Linked DNA regions of Mus musculus: all the other regions are linked to region 2. A link is a contact called in public HiChIP or PLAC-seq and promoter capture Hi-C data. All regions are on one chromosome and are shown on one strand. Each heading gives the region's core, a stretch centred on a gene start, on an enhancer-like site or on the middle of the called end of the contact. The rest is flanking DNA. Distances are from core to core; before and after follow the strand shown. Region 1 overlaps Vps50 (VPS50 EARP/GARPII complex subunit). Region 2 holds the start of Vps50 (VPS50 EARP/GARPII complex subunit). Region 3 overlaps Hepacam2 (HEPACAM family member 2).

Region 1 (4,579 bases), core at 494-2,993, 62 kb after region 2:
CTGAATCCAAGAACACATCAAAACGATCATTCACCACGATCAAGTAGGCTTCATGCCAGGGATGCAGGGATGCTTCAGAATATGGAAATGCACTCTATAAATAAACTCAAAGAAAAAAAAACCACATGATCATTTCATTAGATGCTGAAAAAGCATTTAAAAATTCAGCACCCCTTCAAGTTAAAAGTCTTGGAAAGATCAGGAATTCAAGCCCACACCTAGACATAGTAACAGCAGTATACAGCAAACCAGTAGCCAGCATCAAACTAAATGAAGAGAGACTTGAAGCAATCCCACCTAAATCAGGGACTAGACAAGGCTGCCCACTCTCTCCCTATCTATTTAATATAGTACTCGGAGTTCTAGCTAGAGCAATTAGACAACAAAAGGAGATCAAGGGAATACAAATTGGAAAGGAAGAAGTCAAAATATCACTATTTGCAGATGATATGATCATATACTTAAGTGACCCCAGAAATTCCACCAGAGAACTCCTATACCTGATAAACAACTTCAGCAAAGTGGCTGGATTTAAAATTAAATCAAATCAGTAGCCTTCCTCTACTCAAAGGATAAACAGGCTGAGAAAGAAATTAGGGAAACAACACCCTTCACAATAGTCACAAATAATATAAAATATCTTGGTGGAACTCTTAACTGAGGAAGTGAAAGATCTGTATGACAAGAACTTCAAGTCTCTGAAGAAAGAAATTAAAGACCTTAGAAGATGGAAAGATCTCCCATGCTCATGAATTGGCAGAACTAATATAGTAAAAATGGCCATCTTGCCAAAAACAATCTACAGATTCAATGCAATCCCCATCAAAATTCCACACAATTCTTCATAGTTTCAGGGCTTCTTAGGCGCATGTGCAGAGCCTGCTTTTCTTTGATGAGGCTATACTGTGTTGTCAGAACTGGAGAGAAGAGGCTCAGGTTCTTGCCCTGTAGTGTGCCAACTCTCAGGTAGTGGGCAGCTGTGCAACCTCTCAGGGCTGTGACTGGACCAGTTGTAAAGTGAGGTGGCTGGGACTGGCCTCCATAACTGTTGCTTTCCCAGTTATCCTTTCTTCTTGCTACATTTTATGTAACAAAGACTATCACAGGTGAAACAGCAAAAAGTGGTTGTTGCGGATTTTTCCCCTAATGTTTAAACCAAAACCTAGACCTTTGTAGTTTATTTATTGAGTATAACATTTCTAATGGTTGTCACTTAGAAAGTGTTCACAAAAGCCACTTGGGAGCAGTTCCTTCAAAGGCAAGATTAACTTGACAGGCAGCTCAGCAACAGTACCAGTGTGCACACCTGTATTGACTAAAATTACTCGAGACAGGCTCTATTATATGCCTGTTTTTTTTCCACCAAATTGTACTTCATAAACACAGAAAAAGTGTTCAAGCTTCAGCACCAATCCTTTTTTCAACATGTGTCATGATAGCAAAGACACCTTATTATCTGGGAGGCACTAAATACCATCACAAGTTAAGAGGAAGGCAGTGGCAGAGATTTCACTGAGACACAAGACAAGTTTGTCTGCGTGGAAAAGCAGTGTGAAGGGCAAGGCAGGGAGTGCTGCAGCCAGGAGGCTGCAGGGAGTGCTGTGGCCAGGAGGCTGCAGGGAGTGCTGTGGCCAGGAGGCTGCAGGGAGTGCTGCGGCCAGTTGGAGCAAGAACAGCTCTCTAGGTTCCCCTACACCAGTCTGTGTGTGTAACAGTGCAGACTGCTGCCATGTTTTACTTCCTGCCGCCAGAGCTTTAAGGCACTCAGTTTGTGGTGATTTGCGCAGGGAACTAGCCTGCAGACAGAAATTGCTTCCTTCTGTGGTAGCAATGTTTAACATTTGGTTCTGTGGTGACTTTAACATTTTGAGAAACGGTGGAACTGTTTTCTAACCCATTAGTCACCACTGTCTTACATTTGTAGTGGTATTGTATGGGGCTTCTAGCTTTTCCACGCACTTGCTTAGCTTTCTCTCTTTTTGTTTGTAACTGTCCTAGTAGATGTAAGTGGTATTTTGTTGTGGCTTCAATATGCATTTCCTTAATGAATAAAGATGCTGCTAGCTTTATGTGTGCTTATTAGCTCTTTGTATATCTTCTGTGCGGAAGTATGTCTAAAGCTTTTCCCAGTCAGGCTTTAACTGAAATCTTCCTTTCAGTTCTCAAGTGTCTATTTGTTTCTTGGCTTTAAAAATGATTGTATTTATTCAAATAAAGTCTATGTTACTCAGGCAGCGCAGGACCTAGGATTGATAATTCTTCTGCTTCAGCCTTGTGAGTGGTATAGCTACAGGCATATATCTAACATGATGTCTGGCCTTTTTGTTATCATTGAAACTATTTGAAATACATAACTTGAAGTTGGTAGTGATGATACCTCCAACAGAGCCAGTTCCTGGCTCTTTTGTGTTTCCATATGAAATTTAAGATTTGTTTCAATTTCTGTGAAAAATTTCGTTGGAATTTTCATAGGGTTCTGTTGAACCTGTCAATTACTTTTGATAGGATGACCATTTTCACAATATTAATTCTCTTAAGCCGTGGGCATGGAGCATCCTTCCATCATCTGGGATGTTTTCAGCTCCTTTGTTCATCATCTTAACTTTTTTCATTGTACAAAGTATTGTTCACTGCTTGGTTATGTGTATTACAAAATTTCAGGGGGATGGAGATAGTAAATTTCACCGTTCTGTCCTTGATTCTTTCTCAGTGTTTTTGTAATTCATATATATATGATAGCCACTAATTTTTTAAGTGTTTATTTTGTAGCCTATAACTTTGTTGAGAATATTGATCAGCTGTAGTCCTTGCTCAGTTAATCCCAATATTTAGAGCTGTTCCTCTTTTAGGTCCATCTGTTTTCTCTTCATCTTCAAATCTTGGTTTCTTAAAAAGTCTAGATTTTGTTTTAGCATGGTAGCAACAGCTAATGAAATACTGGCCTTTTATTCAAATAGAAATAAAGTTTTGTTTCTCTGCATCTTCCTATATAATGTCATGATGACTTAAGACATAAAGTGAGACCAGTAGTATAAAAAACGTCCATGAAATGTGGGCAGTTAGTGGAGTATCCAGAGTGTGAGTGTACTCTGGGCCCTTAGTTGGGTATCTGATGTGGGCGGTTTCTGGAGAATCTAATGTGGGCCTTTAGTGGAGTATCTTGACTGTGAGTGTACTGTGTGCAGTTAGTGGAGAGTCTGATGTGAGCGATTACTGGAGTATCTCGACTGAGTGTACTGTACTGTGTGCGGTTAATGGAGTATCTGGAGTGTAAGTGCTGACCCGCCAAGTGTTAAGTGCATTGTGGTGCTGGGCACTAAGTCAAAGAGCTGTGCAGAATGATGGTTACCTTGCTATTTTTGCTTAGTAGTCGGACACTTGACATATTTATGATACACTAATGAATAAATACTTGTATTTGTATAACCCGCTAGTTGTTTCTCTATTTTGGCATTGGTGCCTGATTAGTTAAGACAAATTTAAGTGCATGAGTTAGTGACAGGTTTTATATCGGGTCCTTAATAATTATATTTCTCACCTCATTTTTACACTGTGTTAAAAATATTTAGCTTAGTAAACATTTGACATATTTTGTTTTTTCTTAAGGAACATAGGAGAGCTAACAGAAGCCAGCGTGTGTAGTTTATTGTGCTAATCTGAATGAGTTGTGATTATGATGATGATAATTTTGTTTCCTGAGTTTATGCGTTCCCTGCCCCTTTCTTCCTTTCGACTGTTCATTTTCTTTTCCTCAGGATACGACTTGATGAACTGAGAATGTTCTTAGAGAATGAGACATGGGAGCTTTGCCCTGTTAAGTCAAATTTTAGCATCTTGCAGCTTCATGTAAGTTTTTCCTGTGAACAAAGAAATGTGTCTTTTAGTTACTATTTGAGCTTTTGTCTTAGTAGCAGAAACTTATGTGAGAGCATTTATAAAGCAACCAAAGTAAAGAACAGTGCCAAGCTTCAATCCATGAAAGGCATTCCTAGCAGGCCCTTTTGTAGGAATTATCCACTGATTGGCCTGTAAAACTCCCTTCTTTCCAAAGCTTATTTTACATGCTTCAGTAAGCACTGTTTTGGACAGTGACAAGTACAGTGGATTTTCTTTTGACTTAAGAAGAGAATCCACTGCTTTATATAATTTTTTTCAGAGAATGAATTGGCTATATCTTGGTACCATGTGATAAAAATGCTTATTTACAGACGTAAAATACTAGTAATTTCCTAAAGAGGATGGATGGGCACTTAAGTAATAGCACAATTATCAGAATTGCTGTATTGACAAAATGCTTCATAAATGAAAGACACACTTATAAGAAATATTAATTTTTACTAGTTAATTGGAGTCTTTGAAATGAAATTTGTGAAACCCGTTTAATTGGTTTGATTGAAATACATCATAGTAAGTCCCCCTGTGTCCTTACTCCATGACCTGAAAGCACAGTGTGCTGAGTGGTTTCCTTCAAATGGAATGGCTTTCTAGAAGCATTAAAACAAAGTCTGCTTATATTTAAAAAGTACTTAGCAACTTAAAAAAAATTGTTATATGAATGGATGTTTTACCTTATACATGT
Region 2 (4,230 bases), core at 455-2,954:
ATAATCTACCATCTGCTTCTGTAATAAAAAAAAAAAGGTCCCATATCCTCGACTGTTTACTCACCTTAGTTATATTTGCATTAAAATGAATGCACTAAAACCATTTCTGTGCATAACGATTACATTAATATAAGGAGTCACTGAAAGTGTGTGGGTGATGAGGGCAGGACTGCTTTCTGGTCTTGCCAATCACACATGGTTTACTGTTCATTTACATTATTGGGCTGGTTTTGTTGTACACAGTGAGCAAGCATCTACTACAAGCATTTCAAGCAGCTGTAATCTTTAATACAGACCCCTTCATATCTGTAGAATTATTTACACTAGGAGAATCAATTGGGGGAAATCCTCAAGATTACATGAATGGTTGTATCTAAGGTGAACTAACTTTGTAATTACATTGCTCCCAAAGAGAAGTGCATCTGCAGGAAAAGCCAGCCACTAGAGGAGGCAACTGCATAGGCGATTTCTGAGCTAGTGTCCAACCCTCCATACAGTCAAGTTTATGCTTTGCTTTTATAATAAAAACATTAGTTATTAGTTTTTATAATACGTTAAACTAATGTAGTTAAAAGGCACTGGTGTCCTGATTTAGGAGTCACTCCTCAGCATAATACCGGGAACCTTTAAGCATTTAAGTCATCAGTTTATACGTCTAACAATCTTAGGTAAGTATCTTAACTTCTCCATGCCTGTTTCACCATTTTTTAACATGAAGATGATGGTAACTCCAGAAGATGTTCATGCATACGAGCTTGCGGGTGTGTTTCTTGTGTTTTTCTTTCTTTCCTTTTCAATCTTTTTGTTTGTTTGTTTGCATGTTTTGTTTTCTAGAGGGAGAAAGAAAGAAGGTGCGTGGAAGCAAGTGTGGCGGTAGGGGCAGATCTAGGATGAGTTGGGGGAGGGGAGACCTGATCAGAACATATTGTATGAAAAATTGTAGTACAAAAACAAAACAAAACAAGGAAAAGATGCTCATGTAGATAAATGCATAAGGTCATACACATGAAGCCATTAACAAAATTTCTCCCAATTCGTAAGTTTTCATTGTTACCTATTGTTATTAGCTCTGGGTTTGCTGCCCCCCACAGCAAAGTTACCCCGTTACTTTCTCCTTTATACTACTAATAACAAGATCAGGGCTTTAAAGTGACAAGTGCCCTCATACTTACTGACATCTGCCTCGACTTGCCTTTGCTAAAGCAGGTAGAAAAATGATAGGTGGGGTAGACGAAATCCTTTGATTTTTCTAGAGCGTTTTCAGGAAATGCCAAGAATGAAGAAGAACCTACGGCTGGCCATCAGTATCTTAGGGGTCCTGCCTCCCACTTTCCTCAGGGCACACCCAGAGCCACTGGGAAATTCCTTGTCTTAAGTCACCTTTCCAAGTGCTCTTTATGGAGGTCAATCAGTCTCTTTCCTCGCCTCTCTAGCCCAGGTGTGCTTTCTCTTGCACTCCTAGAGGGCATCTTGTCAAAGTGGACTATCTACAGACGCTTCAGAGTTGTTTAGTTCAGTGGCCAGACTACCTAAGTCATAGGTATTCGCCTCGCCCAACGCTCTTCCAAGTCCAGGTAGTGGCTCTGGAACAGAAGGAGTCCCAGTTCATTGAAGCGACTGCTTCTTGGGAAATGTAGTACTGAAGTTGGCCTCCTCCTTTGATTGCAGCCGGAAAACTACATTTCCCGTCATGCTCGGGGAAAGGAAGGCTGACCCAGGCGGGCAGCTCCACGTGACGACTCACTATGGCTTCCCTGTGTTGTAGCCGGCTGTCTGGTGGGATTATGTGATTTGTTACTTCTCCGAGGCAGGGTAATTGTCTCTCGACTTCGACATGCAAAAAATCAAATCTCTCATGACCCGGCAGGTGAGTTCTGTTTTCTGAACTAAAGAGCTTCCCGCTCCCGGCTGTGAGAGGCGCCGAGACGCCCAGTTCCTTGGTGGCGGCGGGCGTAGGCTTAAGTTATAGTGGGTGGCGGGGCTCAGGGGTGTTGGGCAGCTAAGTAGTACACTGGAAATCTCAACTGAGCCTCCTAGATCCGACCTCGACTCCTTGAAAGAAGTGTCTTCCTACAAACATTTCGTTTAGACAAAGCCAATCAGGGAGCTGGGCTGTCTTTGTACCTTCTCCTTTGCTTTAGTTTCCTTTCCAGGACAGCCTTAGCTGCTTTGCAGCGTCCCCCTCGTCCTCACTGGTGGTCGTTTGCCAGTAGGTGCCCTGGAAAGTGAGGTGGGGTCTGTGCAGTAGAGAAAACTCGAAAGAGCAAGGGTGAAGGCAAAGGGCTGTTTGTAGCCAACATTGGTAGTGTTGTGGATTGGCAGTAACTCTCCAAACTTGTAGCTGTGTTTTTGGATTTAAACATGGGAATGACAATTCCTTTTCTATCCCCCTCCCATCTCAAAGTATCGCATTGTAAGTCACCAGTAAGCTAGTATATGTCAGCATTCTTTGTGTATTGCTACTTAAAAAATAAAATTCTGACAAAGAATTTTTTTTTTCAGAATGATAATTCAGGAATAAGACTGGTACTATATCTTGTCTCACATATGTTAGAGCTTCCTAATACTGTGTCTCAACTTCCTTCGAGGAGTTGAAGAAATGTATGTTTTTTTTAGGTATTTATTGATCATTTTATTTCAGAAACCTTTGTTTTGACTGTAGCATTTTTAGCTACTGAAACATAATTAGAATTTTTCTTTGTTTTAATAAGAAAGAAGTGCAATTTAGATGAGTTTTAAAATCATTGTGGCTTAGAAATGTTGGTAGAGTCCTTTCTTTAAAGCTTCACTTATAATTTCTTTTTCTTAACAAGAGAACAGAAGACTTCTTGTCCTGCTTGAGGATTCAAAGTGTCAGCAGTAGTGGGACAGACACTTGTAATTTCTTATAGACAGTACGTACGTGATCCTTGCATAATGCTTTTCTTTTTCTTGATTTGAGTCGAGAAACTAGGAAAAAATTTTCTATGAATAATAAAACAAACAAGCAGGGGGCAGAGGCACTTAGCAGCCTTTCACGTTGTTGGACACTGGCGCTGTGCGTCTTGCTGCTTCTTACTTGAGAATAGGTTTGGAGGCTGCTCCATCCTGAGGTGAGAGGAGAGGGAGCAGACACTCAGGAGCCCCTCAGATTTGGATGACTACATTCTGGTTTTGCGTTCTGTCTCCTTGGTCTTGCCTGTTAAGCAGCATAGTCCATTGTCTGCCATACAGCTTATAAATACCTTGGGCTGCTGCATTTGGGTTTTTTCTTCCTAAGGTTGGTGCTCTCCTTAAATTCCAAAGAATTCCAGAGAACTGGTGATAATATATCCATAATGTTTGTAAATGTAATGCTGACTCTGCAGAAAGTGTGAATTCTTAAGCCTCACACAGTTTACTGAATTATAGTAGGTTATATCTGTAGTTAGTTGGAGAAAAAAAATCTTTAGAACGTATACAAGAAACTACTGTATAAATAATAGTAATGTAAAGTTAACAGGTTTATGCAAATGTGTGGCCCTAATTATATATGTTTAAAGCTCAATTTATACATATATTATTATTGTGCTGTTGATGTATATTAAAGAGATGAAATTCTGATTTATGAAAATTTAATTTTATTTGGGTTCTCTCTCTCTCTCTCTCTCTCTCTCTCTCTGTCTCTCTGTCTCTGTGGCTCGATTGCTCACCATTTTGATTGTTCTTTGCAGAACGTTCACAGGGATGGGTGCCCTTAGTTAGCTGGCCTTATGTAGATGAGACCTGTGACTCATCGTTCCTCACTATGCTGGCTTCTGTTCATTCAGTTTTGTCAAACTGAATTGAGTGTTGTGGGCCAGGCACTATTCCAGCAGATTTGGGAGAGGCAACAATGAATAGAATAGACAGTGAGTGCTAAGGAAGACTTGGTGAGGGAAATGTTTCAGGGAAATGTTTGAGGAGAAGGAAATAAGGAGGCCTGGAAGGCTTGGTAATTTAAGTTCAATTATATCTGTAGATATGGGCTGGTCCTAGAAAGCTTCAGTGCAAAAATAATACAAAGGCCTGAGAGAAGTGAGTGGGTGAACTGGATTAGTGGATAACAGCAGAAGAACAAATTCAGGAACTATTACGGTCCACTGTAGGCAGACTACAGGGAATAAAGGAAATGGCCTTAGGAGATGATGTTAGGACGTAGGCAGGAAGCAGGTGACACTGAACTTTACAGGTCAGAGCATGCCTTGACTTTTGTTCTGAGTGGCCATTTTG
Region 3 (4,416 bases), core at 4-2,503, 35 kb before region 2:
GACCAGCTGTCCCTTTAGTGTTTTCTTTTTCAAAAACCATGTTATTGTGTCTCCTTTTTGTACTCTATGTAATTCTTTTAATATATTGCTTCAAACCAAAACGTTTTTAAAATTTCAAACCAGAAATTCTTGGTTCTACTAGGAATTGTTTTTTCTCTCACTGACTTTGAGAGTGTTTTCTCTGATGGGGCTCTCTGGCGTTTCTTGTCACATACTTAGCCATAAAACCACAGCATTGTCCCTGGTTTTCTCCATTAGATGGTTTTTCAGTGCACTCCTGGACTCCGCCAAGCAGTTGTTTTCAATGTTTGCCCAGAAATGAGCAGGGATTACTTTGTTGGGGCTGCTCCACTTGCCGGAAGAGAAGCGGTTATTGATGTTCTACTCAGAGTCAACAAATGACAGCTAAAGGAGGAGTGGAAGGGGACTTTGGCAGTTAGGCCTGCAGGCAGCTACACACACAAAAACAGAGCTTGGTTTCATTATTTGAAGACTGTGGCTTAGCTTCTCCATGGCAAAGAAGAGGCAGATCTAGTAACAGCCCTGAACTTAACTGGCTAAGTGGTTTGCTGCCTTTGGCCTCAACACAGGTTTTGTTCTCAGAGGGACCAGTCCTATGCAGTTGGAAATAGTCAGCCTTGAATGCAAACATGTTGGGCCTTTGATGCTGACTGGGCCATTCTTCCCTGGTAGCCTTCTTGCCTGGTATTATAATTACTGACAGAGCATTGCGGCTATAAAGTTGCTATGGTCACTGAAAGGTCATGGGGATAATTAAGGCTATTTGAGCACTGGCCAGATTGAGCCTTTCACACCCTGATGTGGATTCCTTAGAGACACATTGGTAAGGAGAAACATATGCAGCAGACATGTCATTCCAGAGTTCTGCCTCTTGTCTACCTACCTGCCCGTGCGCATGGCTCTACATGGTATTTCTACACTTGCCTGTTTCATTTTTCAAAACTAGTTTCACAGGAGGATGTATCTTGAAGAATTTCACATATTTTGAAACTATAGCTTCCTCTTTTAATATTTTTGGAGCTTTCGGAAATGCAGCTGCTGACGTCTGAGAGCCTCCATTGCACCCAGCAAACACACTCATACTTACTCTGTATTTTCTTGCTGTTGTTCTGGGATATGCTGAATGACTTCATAAATTGTTCCGTGAATATCTTGCCCTGTTACACCATCAGAGGCAGGGGAAGACCTACTTGACATCTAGAAAACACAGCACAATAATAGACAAAGCTTAGCCCTCGATTATCCAGAAACACTCAGTAGTGTGAGAGATGGAGAACAGATGCTCGCGACCTCTGGAATGCTACTTCCTGCACTCACATTATGTTATTCCAGGAGTAGCTTGACAAACCATCCACTTATTTCATCACTTAAGAAAAAATATGCAAACTACCGGGCAGCCAAACAATAGGGAGAAAAGTAGCAAAAGGAGGAATTAAAACAAAACAGCAACAAACAACAGCTTGACAGTTTAGAACCAGAAAGCACATATAAAGCATTGTATCTTAACTGCTCTTTTCAGCCATTACACAAGTCAGTATGGCTTTTCTGAAAGGATAACATGAAGCCAAAAGTCATCATCATACTTCCGGAGAATAAAGGAGCAAAGGGTGATGCTTTGGTCTTACTGTGGTGATGCCTCTGGGGACTACAGGCTTCACTGAACAAGAGAAGGATATAGTGTAAAAACCATAACATGCTTTGTTGAAACTTATGCTTTCCTCATGCTCCTCACAGTTTGAATTTTCTTTCTTTCTGCAAACACTGCCTTCCAGTTTATTGTCTGTCTGGTCTTCCTTTCCACTCGCCCCTCTTTTAAGCACTCTTCTATCTACCTGCAGTCCTTCCTGTTTACACAGCATCCTCCCCAGTGAAGGGGGTGACACTACGGAATGTTTTCTGTGTTGGGATGCCTTAGTGCTATGTGGTTTTGGAAACCATTTTCACTCCTCCTACTAAAGTTCCCAAGGGAAGCATTATGGCCACAGGCTATGACTTTTCCAGTCATTTTGGGCTGAAATTTCCACAGAATTTATAATTGAGACTGCATCTTCATTTTCCTTGGGATGAAGGTGGTCAGGGGCTATGGTAGATGTATGCTAACATATATGATCTAATATTGAATGGCAGCAAATTTGTTAATGTTATGCATTTTTCCTCTGTCCAACTCCTGGAGAGGTGCTAAATGGTTAACAGAGCGCACAACAGGTAAAGGGAGAACGATCCATCTTATACATACTACAATAACCAAAGAGACTGTTTTGATTTTTAAGATGCAAATAAATTAATAATTAAACTTATTTCTCCTCTTAATGACACTTTTGAGAATATTTCTTTTATTGGTAGTTGTTTTCTTCTTAGGCTCATTGTCTTGGACTGTCCATCTTCATGTGCAAATGGCATTCTGGCTTCTTCTCACTCAGCTCCTCTCCCACGTATCCCTGCCCTCACTCTCCTACTTTGGCTGTTCCTTCTGATTTCACACCTCATCCCCAAAGCACCTGACATGGCCAATTAAGGTGGTCAGAAGAATTCTCACACATTTCTGATTCAAGAATGAGCATGGCTCCAAATCAAGTTCTGCTGTGTGTTACAGAGTTCAAGCATTGCTTCTGCCATGCCACTCAAGGGCAGGCTTGTCTGCTTCAAGACCACGGGCACTAAAGTACTTGGGGTCAGTAGAGGGCTTCAATTAGTGTTCCAGTCTATGTACAATCAATACCCCATTCTTAGTATTAGTCACCATTCACTCCTTAATAATGATCCATTAGGAATATATGTGTGAATTTTTTTAAGTAAAGACATTCTATGTTTCAAAGTTCAGTATGTCCATTTACCTCTTCAGTCTCCTGCTCTAAGCTTTGAAGCTACACCTTAGAAGGGTTTGTCAAAGTACTACAAAAGTCCTTATAGCTAACAGATCAATCACATATTTATTTTGTCTTATTTGGTTCTGGAGGTGTGACACCATTCTGCATCAAAGTGGGCACTGGCACTTCATTGTCAGGTGCGCCTCTCCTCATCTATGGCAGCATGGGAGCTACTTACCCTCAGGAGGGCAAAATCCAATCAACCCCTCTCTATTACTCACAGGACATTTCTGAAATAAAGTCTGTAGCCAGGAAACTCACTGGATGAAGCACACGGGGTGATAGAATGCTTAGAACAAAGGGGCTATTTCCGAATGGCAAATAGTTCTCTTCTAAAAAATGGAAGAAAGAAGAAGCCAGAAGCAAGCAATCCATTTCTGGTTCCATCCGTAAGTGGACTATTACAGAGGAATAAGGAGACAGAAGAAAAACCAGTCTTTACACATCCGTGAGTGCTCATAAGCTAAGACTTCAGAGGCATATTCTGCTTGAAACTGATTATCTACAATTTTTTGAAGAGACTGCCTGAATATAAATGGTTTCAACTATAAAAGCCCCTACCTTTTTAAAGGATTGCACCTTTAGGGTAATAAAAAAAGTATACTTGTATATTAGTAGGTTTGTATTATATGATAACTTCCTTATGACAAGCAAGTACCTTCAAGGATAGGATCAAATGAATGTCTCTGAAAAGCTATTGAGGTTATGAGGCAGAAAGGGAGGGAGCCGAGGGATACAGTGAGTTCTGCAAAGTGAAGGGCTGAGGTCACCTAGGCAACAGGGATAACTTAAGCCGGGAACTGTGAGCCCTCCACCCTTCTTTTCTCTATATATTCAACCTAGCTAATTCTCTATTCATAGACTATACCAGGAAAAGAGTGCTTATCCTTATTTCTGACAGCTTTACTATCTCTATAAGAGAAGAACAATGAGAAAAATGCCTTAGCTCCACAAATCTCACTTTCCCGTGAATCAACACTGTGGAATGCAGCAAGGGCGAGCGAAGCCATTGGACACCACTGCCCTAGTTCTTAAATGAATGAGGCTTACACCTCTGTTTAATCAACCACCAGGAAAACCAACCCTGGAAACACCAGATGCATCCGGAAAAGTCACAAACTCGTAGATCCCGAAGTCACTCAGGGCATCTTCATGGCCTGAAAGGAAAAGCAGAACAACTAACAGAAGCAAAGCTTCCCTCCAATACTTACATTTTCATGCATTTGTTTTTGTTTCCTTAGGAATAGCCAAAGAACTTTTCTTTATTGTCTGCTTCTTTAAGTGATATTTGCATGAGACCCTTTCATAGATCCTAGTCCTGTATGGTCATTATAGGCATTAAATTGATTGGGGAATAAGTCCTTCTTAAGAGAAAAAAAAAATTAAACTGAACCTGACCAATTATCCCTAAAGTCTCCTGTGGGGATATTGTGTTACATGCTCAAATACACGTATGTGGACAAGACTGGGGCTTCAAGAACACTAAGGCCTTAGCCTGGAGGTCACAGCAACTTTTGATCCACCTGTA

Evidence for each region. Promoter capture Hi-C pulls out the DNA fragments that hold promoters and counts their contacts. HiChIP or PLAC-seq counts read pairs in DNA pulled down with a chosen protein or histone mark.
Region 1: an H3K27ac HiChIP or PLAC-seq map of stem cell-derived epiblast-like cells shows a contact between it and region 2, with 4 times the contacts expected there. The contact joins the enhancer-like site here to the promoter of Vps50 in region 2. A contact is called at or near these places in 1 of 39 promoter capture datasets (macrophages), 1 of 484 Hi-C or Micro-C datasets (erythroblasts), 4 of 115 datasets of contacts at active chromatin or transcription factors (embryonic stem cells, extraembryonic endoderm stem cells and stem cell-derived epiblast-like cells) and 3 of 9 other capture datasets (adipose tissue, embryonic stem cells and liver).
Region 3: a promoter capture Hi-C map of pre-B cells shows a contact between it and region 2, with 2.4 times the contacts expected there. The contact joins the enhancer-like site here to the promoter of Vps50 in region 2. A contact is called at or near these places in 8 of 39 promoter capture datasets (the C10 cell line, embryonic stem cells, epiblast stem cells and 4 more), 1 of 15 datasets of contacts at CTCF or cohesin (pro-B cells), 10 of 484 Hi-C or Micro-C datasets (B cells, the C10 cell line, the CH12 cell line and 7 more), 5 of 115 datasets of contacts at active chromatin or transcription factors (the 230-238 cell line, the SCID.adh cell line and embryonic stem cells) and 2 of 9 other capture datasets (adipose tissue and pancreatic islet).

What each region holds. Positions count from the first base shown.
Region 1 is chr6:3,558,513-3,563,091 of GRCm38.p6, forward strand. It overlaps Vps50 (VPS50 EARP/GARPII complex subunit), which reads left to right. Exons shown (of 28, transcript NM_024260.5): 17 at 3,756-3,846. It overlaps Gm52885 (predicted gene, 52885), which reads right to left. Exons shown (of 3, transcript NR_168043.1): 3 at 3,621-3,857. Among named protein-coding and RNA genes, the nearest start is that of Gm52885, 9.8 kb to the right of the region's middle. Within about 2 kb of position 1,744, at least 23 of the 459 cell types and tissues checked have an H3K27ac peak or open chromatin away from gene starts, as enhancers often do. A contact at or near this core is called in embryonic stem cells and stem cell-derived epiblast-like cells, where this site is marked.
Region 2 is chr6:3,496,689-3,500,918 of GRCm38.p6, forward strand. Vps50 (VPS50 EARP/GARPII complex subunit) reads left to right here and starts at 1,705. Exons shown (of 28, transcript NM_024260.5): 1 at 1,705-1,867. The coding sequence starts at 1,835. It also overlaps a transcript of Hepacam2 not described here.
Region 3 is chr6:3,462,153-3,466,568 of GRCm38.p6, forward strand. It overlaps Hepacam2 (HEPACAM family member 2), which reads right to left. Exons shown (of 10, transcript NM_178899.5): 8 at 3,972-4,045; 9 at 1,109-1,218. Among named protein-coding and RNA genes, the nearest start is that of Hepacam2, 30 kb to the right of the region's middle. Within about 2 kb of position 1,254, at least 36 of the 459 cell types and tissues checked have an H3K27ac peak or open chromatin away from gene starts, as enhancers often do. A contact at or near this core is called in the 230-238 cell line, the CH12 cell line, adipose tissue and 4 more, where this site is marked.